Linked DNA regions of Rattus norvegicus: region 2 is linked to region 1. The links are chromatin contacts, called in public Hi-C maps. All regions are on one chromosome and are shown on one strand. The core of a region is the stretch at or near the end of the contact, and the rest is flanking DNA. Distances in the headings are between cores, read along the strand shown. Region 1 has its middle 400 kb from the start of Hrh4. Region 2 has its middle 180 kb from the start of Ss18.

The links. Hi-C and Micro-C count contacts between places; a contact is called where the count stands out from the background.
Region 2: a contact with region 1 is called in a Hi-C map of frontal cortex, with 4 times the contacts expected there. The contact joins two enhancer-like sites. A contact is called at or near these places in 5 of 12 Hi-C or Micro-C datasets (the A7r5 cell line, Schwann cells, frontal cortex and 2 more).

What each region holds. Positions count from the first base shown.
Region 1 is chr18:4,834,195-4,839,972 of GRCr8, forward strand. No RefSeq gene overlaps it. Among named protein-coding and RNA genes, the nearest start is that of Hrh4, 400 kb to the left of the region's middle. Within about 2 kb of position 1,882, at least 2 of the 93 cell types and tissues checked have an H3K27ac peak or open chromatin away from gene starts, as enhancers often do.
Region 2 is chr18:5,927,989-5,934,037 of GRCr8, forward strand. No RefSeq gene overlaps it. Among named protein-coding and RNA genes, the nearest start is that of Ss18, 180 kb to the right of the region's middle. Within about 2 kb of position 3,398, at least 2 of the 93 cell types and tissues checked have an H3K27ac peak or open chromatin away from gene starts, as enhancers often do.

The DNA of each region.
Region 1 (5,778 bases), core at 632-3,131:
CTGGCTGTGGATCTATAAGTCGCTCACCACCGAGAACTATCCAGGGCATAACTAGTTCACCGGAATTGGTTCAGTGAATTGAAATCGTCATGAAAGTCAGTTAGTTTATCACTCCCTCCCCACTTGTAAAAAAAAACTTGCTTAAACATTGAGGACCCATAGATACATACATAACCAGGCCTGAGCCATGAGGTAAGGTGTGTAGCCAGGGTGTAACTCTGTGGTTTAAAATACAAGGAAGGAAAAAAGACACAGAGATAGAAAGACAGGACAGAAAGACAGGAAAGAAGGGTGAGAGAGAGTGAGAGAGAAGGGAGGGAGAGAGAGAGGGGAATAAAAAAGAAGAAAGGGAGGAAGGAGAGAGGGAGACAGGAAGAGAGGAAAGGAAGGCAGGAAGGAAAGAAGGAAGGAAGGAAGGAAGGAGAAAGTTAGGAGCCAACCCCCAGCTTGACTGTGTCTGTTAAATGAGTTCCACAGGTGCAGCCTCCAGGGTGTGTTATCAAATGTGCTGCAGATTGTGGGTGCAGCATTGTCCCTCAGAGTCATTAAAGGGAACCTGGATAGCTGGAACACAGCTCAGCTTCCGAGAAGTGCAGTCTGTTCACACTTATACTTCCCCACAATACATGGTTATTGTTAGATGTGCACATCTCTGCAGGCTGCCTAGACGGGAGTCTCTTTGTCCTTTATTCAGATGTGGGGTAAGGATGCTTTCAGCACAGCGAGACGACGACAGCCAGGCCTCCCGACGATGAGCAGTCCCACAGACCAAGCACGAAGCAGCTACAAAAAGCCCCTTTGTTCACCACGCAATGGCCATCTTTTGTCAATCAGACCCCAGAAGCTAAGGTACACACAGATCACTTTAAAAAAGAATTTCAATAATTTCTGAAAGACACAATGTCCACTAGTTTTTGTGCTAAGTGGCAGTGTCAGGACAGCCTTCGAATCTGTTTTCGTGAGCACCATCCACCAAAGGCAAACGTTTAGGGCTACGCTTAGGGGGAAAATATGTAATCCTTGTGGTTTGTGTTTTATTGAAAACAGAACAGTCTTTATTATCCAGGGCCCTGATGACGGCTGCTTTTGTGACACGGCTTGGTGGGGGGGTTATGTCACAAAACCCCTGCCCTTTCCACAAAAGGTGATGGCCGAGAGAGGCGGGGCTGTGGGGAGCTGCCTGGCTGGGCTTCTCTTTAGCCTCCAGGGAGGCAGCTTTGGGCATCCTGTATTCAGAACGCCGAGTCCGAGAGCAAGTTATCACTCCAGTTGTTGGTAGAGAGGACAATGAACATTGATAATTGAAGATTTGCCCGAATGCAAGCCAAGAGGGTGACCAAGGTTATTGATCCCACAGAAAGCCTGGCCCCTAGGGAATTTCTGATTACATCTTAATGTTTTCTAATGTATGGCAGCGTCACAGCGGAAGGCAGGCTTTTCAGAGAAACCAAGTAAGACATCATGAGCCAGAGGGTGAGTCACTGAACCTCAGTTTCTGGAAAATACGAAGAGGACGTCAATAGCCTGAGACTCAGAGTTTTGAGTGGCGTTCTTTCTTTCACATGCATCTCCCGTCCTCCATGGTCCTGTTTGCCTGTCAGGTCCTGGGTGAGCATCAGTGACCGTACACGACACTGGCTTGCCTGGGCTCTTGCATTGCCGCTAGGATCACCTCCCGTAGCCATTCTCAGTCCTCTCTCCTAGTAATGCTTTGTTTACTCATTTCAACCATGCCAATAAAAACACTTAAACTTAATATGTGTTTACCTAAAGGCATGCTTTAAAGATTCATTTTCCACACAGACTCTTCATCGTTGGTATCTTTTTCCACCGCCGACTTCTGGTGGCACTGAAACCAGCCACTCTGTGGGAGGGACCAGCAGATGTCACTGCAGCTCTGTTCATTCGTCTTTGCTCTTGACGGAATTCGAGTTCTGGGTTTTTGGGCTCAGCTGATCACATTTCTTATTTAATCAAAGCATGATGCATCCGAACACTTGTAATTTGTGTTGCTGCTATTCTTCTATTGTGTGTGGAACTGGATGCTCATCTGCACAAACAGAGGCAAGCCATACAAAGTCACTCACACACTCCCGGTGAGCTGTGGAATCAAAGGACCTGCCGGGGTGCCAGCTAAGATAGAGACAAAAGAGCAAGGAAGGGCATGTGCACTCGGACTCCCTGCCCTGCTGGACAGGTTTAGGATTGATGCCAGACACCTTCCTTCCATTCTCTAGGAACTCTAGGGCCAGAGGAAGCTCCCAAGTCCCATAATGACAAGACCCACTAGTTAGATATGAAGGAGGACAGGATTGGGAGATGTAGTTCATCAGTGGGGCTAGACCACCTCCAGTTCAGTATTGTCTGCACTAAGAACCTGCCTTCTTAGGAGAAAATAACTCTAGTCTTGGCTTGGTAGGATACAGTTTCTGAGAGGAGCAGCATTTGATAAAGGAACCTGGCCACCAAATAAACAGTGGGACAAAGTCTCTCCTAGGATGTGTACTCCGCACTGAACCAAGAGACAAAGGGGCCTTAAATCGTCATGGTACTTCTGTGAGGTGAGAGTGTGTGCGAGTTTGGTGAGGAGATGGAAGGCCCTTGATGTGTCAGTCATGCACAGATACAAAGATCTTGACTGAGCGAGAAAGATCAGTGAGCAGAGCCATGCCGTAGAAAGGACTTCTCTTGAGGGCAGGCTTTTGTCTCTCTCCTCTTGGCAAATAACTCAATATGCCTCTAGCAAGAGTTTGACTTATATGGCCTGGTATCTTTTCCTGACAGACACATTTTACAGGAAGGCCATGTGTCCAAGCTGAAGTATCGCAAGTCAGACCATTGACCTGAATCCTGCACACACTGTCCACAGCTGCTGAGAAATGAGCTGGCTCATTCAATGGCGTGGCCGTTACTAGCTCCCCACTACAATCAGCCATCCTGATTTAATTTTGTCCCTAAAGTTCAATCCAGTGTCACTTTTTAAAACCAAATTCTCAGATGAGCAATTTTCTTTTCTCACCTTTTGCATCCTCTTCTTCCTTTGCCACTCGCCCCTCCTCTCTGTCGCATCCAGAAATCAAAATGGCTTCAGCTCATGACTGTTTGATTATTTGTGCCTCTGTGGGATCATCTTGGTATCAAAGTTGGTACATATATTTGGCCAAAAGAAAATGTTATACATGACAGTGTGCTAGCCACATATGTGCATGTGTGGCCAAGAAAACACTCCCTAGCCTAAGCTTCTCCTGATAACTACAGTATATATTGACATCTCAAGTGTGACTGCACAAGGGACATCAACTAAAATCATCTAGCTAAGCTGCTCCCAAATTCCAGAACCTCTGAAGCTATGAATAATTGTACACATATTTGGGTTGTTTGAGGAAAACAGAACCAGGGTGAAGAAAGTCAGGTTCTTAAGAAACAGCGTTTAAGGAATCAGGCTACTTGCTTCAAGGTCACTCCTATGTAGTGTTCTAGTTTCCTTTTTGCCCTCAACATATTTGTTATTGATTTTATTTTTAATTACAGGTGTGTGAGAGAGGGTAGGTTTGTGTACGTGAGGTACAGATGCCCTCTGAGGCCAGAAGAAAGACAGATCCTCTGGTGCTGGTATTACAGAATACGAGCCACCATATTTGGGAGCTGAGAGCTGAACTCAGATCTTCTGCAAGAGAGGTGCACATTCTTAACCACTGAGACATTTCTGCAGTGATCAGGACCTGCCATTTTAAGTCACTACGCCTTGGAGTAACTTGTTACTCATCTGACCATGAGTGACATTGTCCTTCCTCCCCTCTTTCCCTCCTCCCTCCTCCCCTCCCCGTTTTACATCTCATTGTATCCTATTCATCTGGCATCATTCAGGCCTTCCAGAGTTTTCCAATTATATTTCTTTGGGCACTGTTATCAGAAGCTATCTTGTAGCTAGCCTTTTAGAGACCCGGCTACCTATATGATTTAGAATCCAATAGGGTAGTCTTTTATGTCAGTCAATTAATTTACAAAACAAAGGAGACTCAGTTTCATACATTTGTTACTAGTCCAGCACTGATATACAACAATGGCATTTTTCTCAGGTGTTATCGTATCAAAAAGATATTAAAGCCTCTCTCACCACAACTTACAATAGTGAAGACCATTTTTCAGGATGCATAACAAAGGGTTTGCAGTTTAATACACAGCTGGGAGCCTGGCGGATAACGCAAACAGCTAACATTAGTGGAGGTCAGTGAAAAACGAAGTCTGCACAGTCCAAACATGGTGGCCAGAGACACAGATTTCAGCCAGAGAATGTGCATCCGACGGGAGGCTGCAGAACTTCTAAGCACTCCAGTGTTTTTAGCTGAGCAGAGATTGGCACAGGCTTCCATGATCCTAACCCAGACTGTCATCCACACACTCAACAGCATCCCATGCCAGTCAGCCCCCTTCTACTAAATACTAAATTCCTTCTTTAATAAATACATGAAAGAAGGAGGGAAATGTATTTTGGCTCACTGTTTCGGAGTCTTCTGTGCATGCTTACTGCCCCTGCTGCTTTGAACTCATGGTGGTACAAGGCATATGGGAAGGTCATGTGACAGGAGTCCATTGACCTCCGATTGGGAAGAAAAGAGGCAGAAGAAAGGGGCAGGTTACCAATATGCTCTTCAAAGCATCCTCTGGTGACCTGTTCCTTCCAATAAGCGCCACCACCTGAAAGTTGTTTTGTTTCTGCACAGCACCACAGCTTGAGAACTAAGCCCATAGCAGATGGACCTTTAGCTAGAAATCTTTAAGATCCAAACAATTCTTCACCTCCTCAGCCCTTACCTTTTATTTTGCATGAGTTAATGGGACTATAGCACTGTACTTCAAAGTCAGCCCTTCTTTATGACTTTGTGTGTTTGAAGTTCCCTTGAGCCCCCCCCTGTTGTTCTCTCTCTCTCTCTCTCTCTCTCTCTCTCTCTCTCTCTCTCTCTCTCTCTCTCCTTTTGTGATAATCATGCTCTCACCAAATCTCTTATCACATGTTCATGGATGTTCTAGGGTCCCTACACCACCAAGGTATCACGCAAGTCTTGAATGGCTACTTAGATCATATTGAGCGGAACAATGCTACTTACCCAAGACTCTGGTGAAGTTAAAGTGGAAGAGACCAAGGAGTTCTTACTCCGATTAAAACCACTTGAAATACTTAGTACCACGAGTGTACCATCAACTCATAAGACAAAATTAACTTCCTGCAAACACTAGCCTTTAATTATAGTAATAAGAGGCAACAGTAATAAGGATGAGGAAGAGGGGAAAGGTAAGATGGAGGAGAAAGAAAGACAGCAGCTCTGGCTAATACAGAGCATCGTCTGTCAAGTATTTTTTCTTCCAGAGTCACAGACACCATCTTATTTAAGCCTCACAAAACCCTAAGGAAAGAGCCTACGGTTATCTTTACAACACAAGAGGGACACACATAAATTAAGTACCACCATGTGCCCTATAGCAACATTCTGATCAAGCATGGACCAAACAGATGACGGTGGTCCTCTAACATGATAATGCAACTGAAAATGCTCCTACCTCCTAGTGACATTGTGTCTGTACGTTGTGACATTGCAACTATACCTAGTGACATTGTAGCTATACCTAGTGACATTGTAGCTATTGTAGTGAGTTACATGCACAGATTTGAGCATCTGATTTTGAAACATTGTGTCAGCCACACAATGTATAGCTAGTAAAACTATGCACAGTACAGTGCTTATGTCCAGGTCAGATCACCATGTGATGTTCCTCAAA
Region 2 (6,049 bases), core at 2,148-4,647, 1.1 Mb after region 1:
TTATTGTCGGGATACACAGGCACAGGCACCTGCGGGCGCTTTAGTCACTCGGGGGACTGGCGCACCCCACGGAACCAAGGATGGGCTTTTATAGGATTTTGGGGAGCAGAAGCAAGCATACAGAAGCAGATGTATGGTTACAGGGATATAATTGGTGGATTTTAATATGGCAAGGGTTTAGCCCGGGGGCAAGTTTCCTAGCTACCTTTTTGAAACATAACGGCTGACTCGGCCCCCCAAGGGTTTAGCCCGGGGGCAAGTTTCTTAGCTACCTTCTTGGAACATAACGACTGACTCGGCCCCCCACCAGGGTGTGGGACCTCTCTCGGGGCTTTTTTTTCATTGTCAGGTGCTCAACCGAAGTCGTCCTGTTGCCAGGCCTTCAACCAAACACATCCTGCTTGGCAGCCGCTGTGTACTCAGTGTTCTAACCTTTCCCTGAACCAGTCATCTTAAGTACAGCCTTGCAAAATGGCGTTACTGCTGCTAAGCTGGGGTCTTTCACTGGAGGAAGGCGCTATGCTGTCAGTAACAGACTCAATTCCTGGGGTCTGCTGGATTTCGAGGGGGAAAAAACATAAATGTTTTCTGGCTCTGATATCTGTGAATTGACAGGATATTGAAGCTGTATAATTTATAATGAACAAAACGTTCATTTGTTTTTTGAGACTCAAATTCCACTACTAGGGTGCAGCACCCACCAGTAATGTGGTGATCGCTGATTGTGCTGAATCAAACCTTCCCTGACAGCAGAAGGGACGGAACTCCTACAACAGCAGATCTGCTCTGTCCAGGAGGCCAGAGTCCTCGTATCACAAACGCAGGCCATAGCTCTCACCTCATGATACCATCACAATGGCAGTGGTTTCCATAGGCTGTGGCTGCCGTATCCACAGCAAACAAGGGTGACTGGATTTCAACATGGTTTTACAAAGTTCATTGAAAAAAAAAATATATGTGTGTGTGTGTGTGTGTGTGTGTGTGTGTGTGTATGTTGTATGTGTGTGTGTATGTGTGGTGTGTGTGTGTGTGCTTTAAATATGATGTAGGCATGATGCTGTACAACTGTAACTCCCCACATATAGAAAGCTCAGGAGGGAGGATTATGAGTTTGAAACCAAACTGAATTCTAAAATCCTGTCTCAAAAAACTAAAATAATAATAATGTGATTGTATTCCCATTTGAAACGGCTATTCCCAGTTGTCAACCTGACTCTAACTGGAATTAACTACAATCCAGAATTGGAAGGCTCACCTGTGATCCAGATCTTGAGTCTGGAGACACAAGTTTCTGACCTGGACCTTGGCATGGAGATCTTGAGGCCTAGTGGCCATGAAAAGCTTAGGCCCAGGCAGGGTAGTACACATCTTTAATCCCAGGAGACTGAGGCAAGGAGATCTCTGAGTTCAAGGTCAGCCTGGGACTAAACAAGTCCCAGATCTAGGAGTGGTGGTACACACCTTTAATCTGGGCCACACCTTCTGATGGAAGCCTACACAGGCACACTGGAAGAAGGCAGATTCTCTCTTCTTTGCCTGCTTGCACTTACTGGCCATCTTACTTACAATAAGATGTGCACTTACTGTCCACATCTGTTGGAACTCACTTCCTCAGAAAACCAGCTCAGACACCTAGCCTTGTGGGACGGAGCAACCACGAGATTCTTGGACTTCCCATCCACAGCTGCCCACTGTTGGGTGAGTTGGACTGCAGACTGCATAAGTCAGCACAATAAATTCTTAGAGGGGCATTCCATAAGTTCTGTGACTCTAGAGAACACCATCCTTGTCAAATTCAAGGAGGAAGATGGCCTCCCACCCTCCCAAATCTCTCTCTAGAGTTGCTGTCCAAGAGACTTAATTCCTCAGCGCACACGTGCAGCTTTCCTTGACACAGTTCTAGTCCCACTCCAAGTTTGTCTACATCTCCCCATAAAACTGGAATCCTAGTGGAGTGCAATAACCCAAGGCTCCAAAGAAAACCACGTTTTTACGTGAGAACCCAGGCATGCACATCATAGCCCTTCTTCCAGCTCACCCCACCAAAGTCCTGCACACCCTTAGAGGCACGGACCTAAGGTTCAAGTACAACATTTCCTGTCCAATAATTTTCTTTCTAAACTTCCGCAGTGGGCCAGAGAGACAGCTCAGAGTCCTGCCGCATAATTCTGACAACCTGAACTCTAGTCATAGACCACAGAAGAGAACTGACTCCCAACCTGTCCTCTGACCTCCACGGGAGCACTGCTGTGTGTGCGTCCCTGCACTCATACGTCACACATGCTAGAGAGAGAGAGAGAGAGGGAGGGAGGGAGGGAGGGAGGGAGGGAGAGAGAAGAGAGAAAGAGAAGAGAGAAAGAAAGAGAGAGGAGAGAGAGAGGAGAGAAGAGAGAAAGAGAGAGAAGAGAGAGAAGAGAGAAAGAAAGAGAGAGAGGAGAGAGAGAGAAGAGAGAGAAGAGAGGAAGAGAGAGAGGAGAGAGAAAGAGAGAGAAGAGAGAGGGGAGAGAGGAGGGAGAGAGAGAGAAGAGAGGAAGAGAGAGAGGAGAGAGAAAGAGAGAGAAGAGAGAGAGAGAGAGCGCCAATAATAAGTAAAAATTTATACCAACCCCCAGAGTAAGGGGAATAACATCATCTTTGGCAGATTCCCTCCTCTTGAAGGAAGGCTAGGGATGAGGAAAGGCTCCAAACCATGCTCTGGTAGCTGCCTCACACCACCTCACTCAGCTTTCATCCAGCACTGTGAGGCCAGGGTTATTCTCATTTGGCAGATGACAGAACTGAGGTGCAGAGTCCTTAGACTTAAATCATTCAAAGCACTGTATAGACACGCACACACACACACACACACACAAACCCCTTTTAGGAAGTTGACTGCAGTCCTTTGCAAACATTTCTCCCTTACTGGATCAGGAGCTCTTAGGGTCCTGCTCCTTGTTTTTCCATTGTTACTTTAACTGAAAAGCTGAGAGAAGAGGCCACCTCTTCACCTTTGCCCCACCCCCAAGTGTACTGTAAATTTCTGGCTCAGTTTTGCCTTGTATTAATATTCTGTCAGAAACCGAAATGTTTCTCAAAAACAAAAAGGAACATAAAGATTCGTTTATTTTTCTATCTCTGTTCTTGGGGGCAAGAAAAAAAAATCTTGCCTAGAAACGCACCTATTTGAATTAGAAATCGAGGGTAATTATTTTGGTAACAGCAGCTGCTATAGGACAGGGGAATGAGATGTGGGCAGGGAGCACGCGAATCATTTAATTCTTGGCCTGCCTGTGAGGTGGGTGGCAAGATTCTCATATTACAAATGAAGACCCTCGAGAGAGAAGGGGAGCCGGTGTAAGCCGGACTTAAACTCCGGCGCCAGTGCTCTTAAGCACCGCGCTGGATCCCCTCTGGGTCTGCCGGCCTATTTAATATTCACTGGCAGACACAGCTCCATTTTCTCTCTGCCTCCTAACCAGAAAAGACCTCTTTCCCAATGCCCCTTCTCTCCAGTCTGTTTTCACGATTCTTTAAATAATTTCCTATATTTAAAGGAAAGAACTGCTAAACACCGACAGAGAGAAAACAGGGTTACGTCTTCCTAGAAACCACTATGGAATGGAAAATAATTCAAAGAAATTCTTTCCGCCCCAGCCTATACCACCACCCGTACTACAATCGGGACTTCCCCATGCAGATAGCCTGCCCCCTAGTGGATATCAGCTTTAAGTATTCCGATTTTAGATCCATAAATCCACCCTGGCTAGGTTTATTTTAAATTTGTGGTCAGAAAAAGCAGGTCAAAGGGCAGGAAGACAGCTCAGCGGGTATCAGGGCCACCATGGCTCATGACCTGGGCTCGATCCCAGGGACCCATAGAAATAAATGTAAAAACATTGTTTAAAAGAAAAGCAGATCTAAGTTTTAATCCTCATAGCTCGATTAACAAACGAGGCCACATATTTGCTGTTTGGGAGATGAACAAGGAGGAACGGCAAAGGATTCATTTACCAAGCCCTGCTATCCAGGAACCAAATGTAAAGTAGGCCCCCACACTTCTGTCCGTTTACAGGCTCCGGCCTCCATGGTTCTTTTTTTCGGAGCTGGGGGGTTCTTAATTAAACTTGCAATCTTCGACAGCATTCCTTCACCAGAGACAACCTGCATGGGAGAGCTTTCAAGGAAGCATTAGAACAGGAGAGGTCGGGACAGTTTCCATTTGTCTGGATAGAGCACTCTCATGAATCCATCATTTTAAAACATCCCAGTCCACTCTCCATGGTAGTTGTAATTTCACTGATGCTTAATTTATTTTGCGGCATATTATAGTTTAATTAAACACCAGGAAGAAGCTTCCCTGGGTCACTTTTGTTTCTAGCCAACGAAGTTGGAGCTTTTAGACTTAAACCCAGAAACAAAAGCGTCAGTCAAAGGAGCAGGGGTGTGTGTTTCATTTCAATATTCAGGCCATGAGCACTTCCACCTTATCGAGCACAGAGAGTGGCTGTCTACCCTACTCCCCTCTCTCCCGGTGTTTGTAGGTAGGTAGTAAATCGTATTAGTGGTGGCAGCACCTGCATGGGGTGGACAGGCCTGGTCACCAGCAGGTCCCCCTGCTGTGTCCCTCAGTAGGCTACACTCTTGGCCTGGCAGCTACACCTATTTTCTTTTCAGTTTTTTTTCCCCCTCGGAGATGAATGAGTGTTTGCTAGACACTTAGAAATTCTTCTTCTTTTTTTAACGAGCCAAAACTTTGGTTCCAGAAAGCACCAATGAGATATACAGCTGTTACGTTACCTGCATGTTTGAATTACCCATGTTTGTGAATGCCCTCCCTTAAAAACGTCAGGCGGAACAGAAATATCTATCGCCAACACCTCTCCCAAGCACGAAGAGGCAGGAAGAATCCACTCTACAGAAACAGGGCATGAAGCAAAACAGCTTTACCTCACAAGAACGCTCATTTCAGATCACTCAGAATGCTCCCTGTGCTGGTGTCCGTGGTTTGTTCCAAAGGCCCGGCGACTCCTGCCCATTTGAACAGGATTTGAGATCTCCTTCCAAAATCAAACAGTAGCGCATTCCTTGAGCCAGCAGCTGCTTTTTAAAAGATATCATGGCAATAAAAGTGGCCAGGGGCGGAAGACAGCGCTAGCCATGAGGCTGGGGTGCCTGCTGGCCCTTTATACATTCTGACAAGTAGTTGAAGTTGCCTCACTTTTCAAAGTCTCGTGCCTTTCTGCTGCCTCGTTCCACCTGACCTGAGACATTAGCAGCTACAGCTGCCTTCCCTTCTCTCATTCTTACGCAGCACTGATCATCCTTTGGCCGTCTCCCAAGCCAACAACGCATTTGTTGCATTGATTCTAATATTTCCACATTGGAATTCTACCACAAATAACTATTCGGGTGTTTATATGCAGGTATTTTTGTTGTCACAGCATCTTTTAAAAGGCAACTACTGGCTCAATGGATGTGCCAATGTTCGATTTTGGAAGAGGATGTCAAATCCTGTCCAAATAGAGGGAGGTATTTGAGGGGACCCCAGGCCTTTGGAACTAATCACAGACACCAGCACTGGGAAGATTCCTAAACTGTTCGGTTAAAATACTGGCAATTCTGTGTAGTATAGAATTCAGTAAACCGGCCCAGCATCTCCTTCTGCACTTGGACTTCAATCCAAAGTCACCGACCTCCAACTCCAAAGCCCTATCCAGCATAATATACCTTACAGTGCAAACAAATGAAAAAATAACCCAAAATAAGACAAAACAAAAATTAAACTTGAAACTTGAAGTCACTTTTCCTAGTGATACACAGGTAACCATGAAAACCATTTTTCCCCCCTGGAGTTTTCAGTGGTGAAAGAAAAGTTAGGGTTTGTTAAGCATTGAGCGTTTAGAGAGGAAATAACTGCAAAGCATGTAGGTAGTTTCCACACTCAGCGTAGTCTGGGGAAAATACATGACAAGCGGAAGGCACGATCTTAGAAAACCTGCAGCCCTGTTTTTATGTGTCCATCCCTGCATGGAAATTCTTGCAATCACTGTAGTCCTAGTTTTTCAAGTCA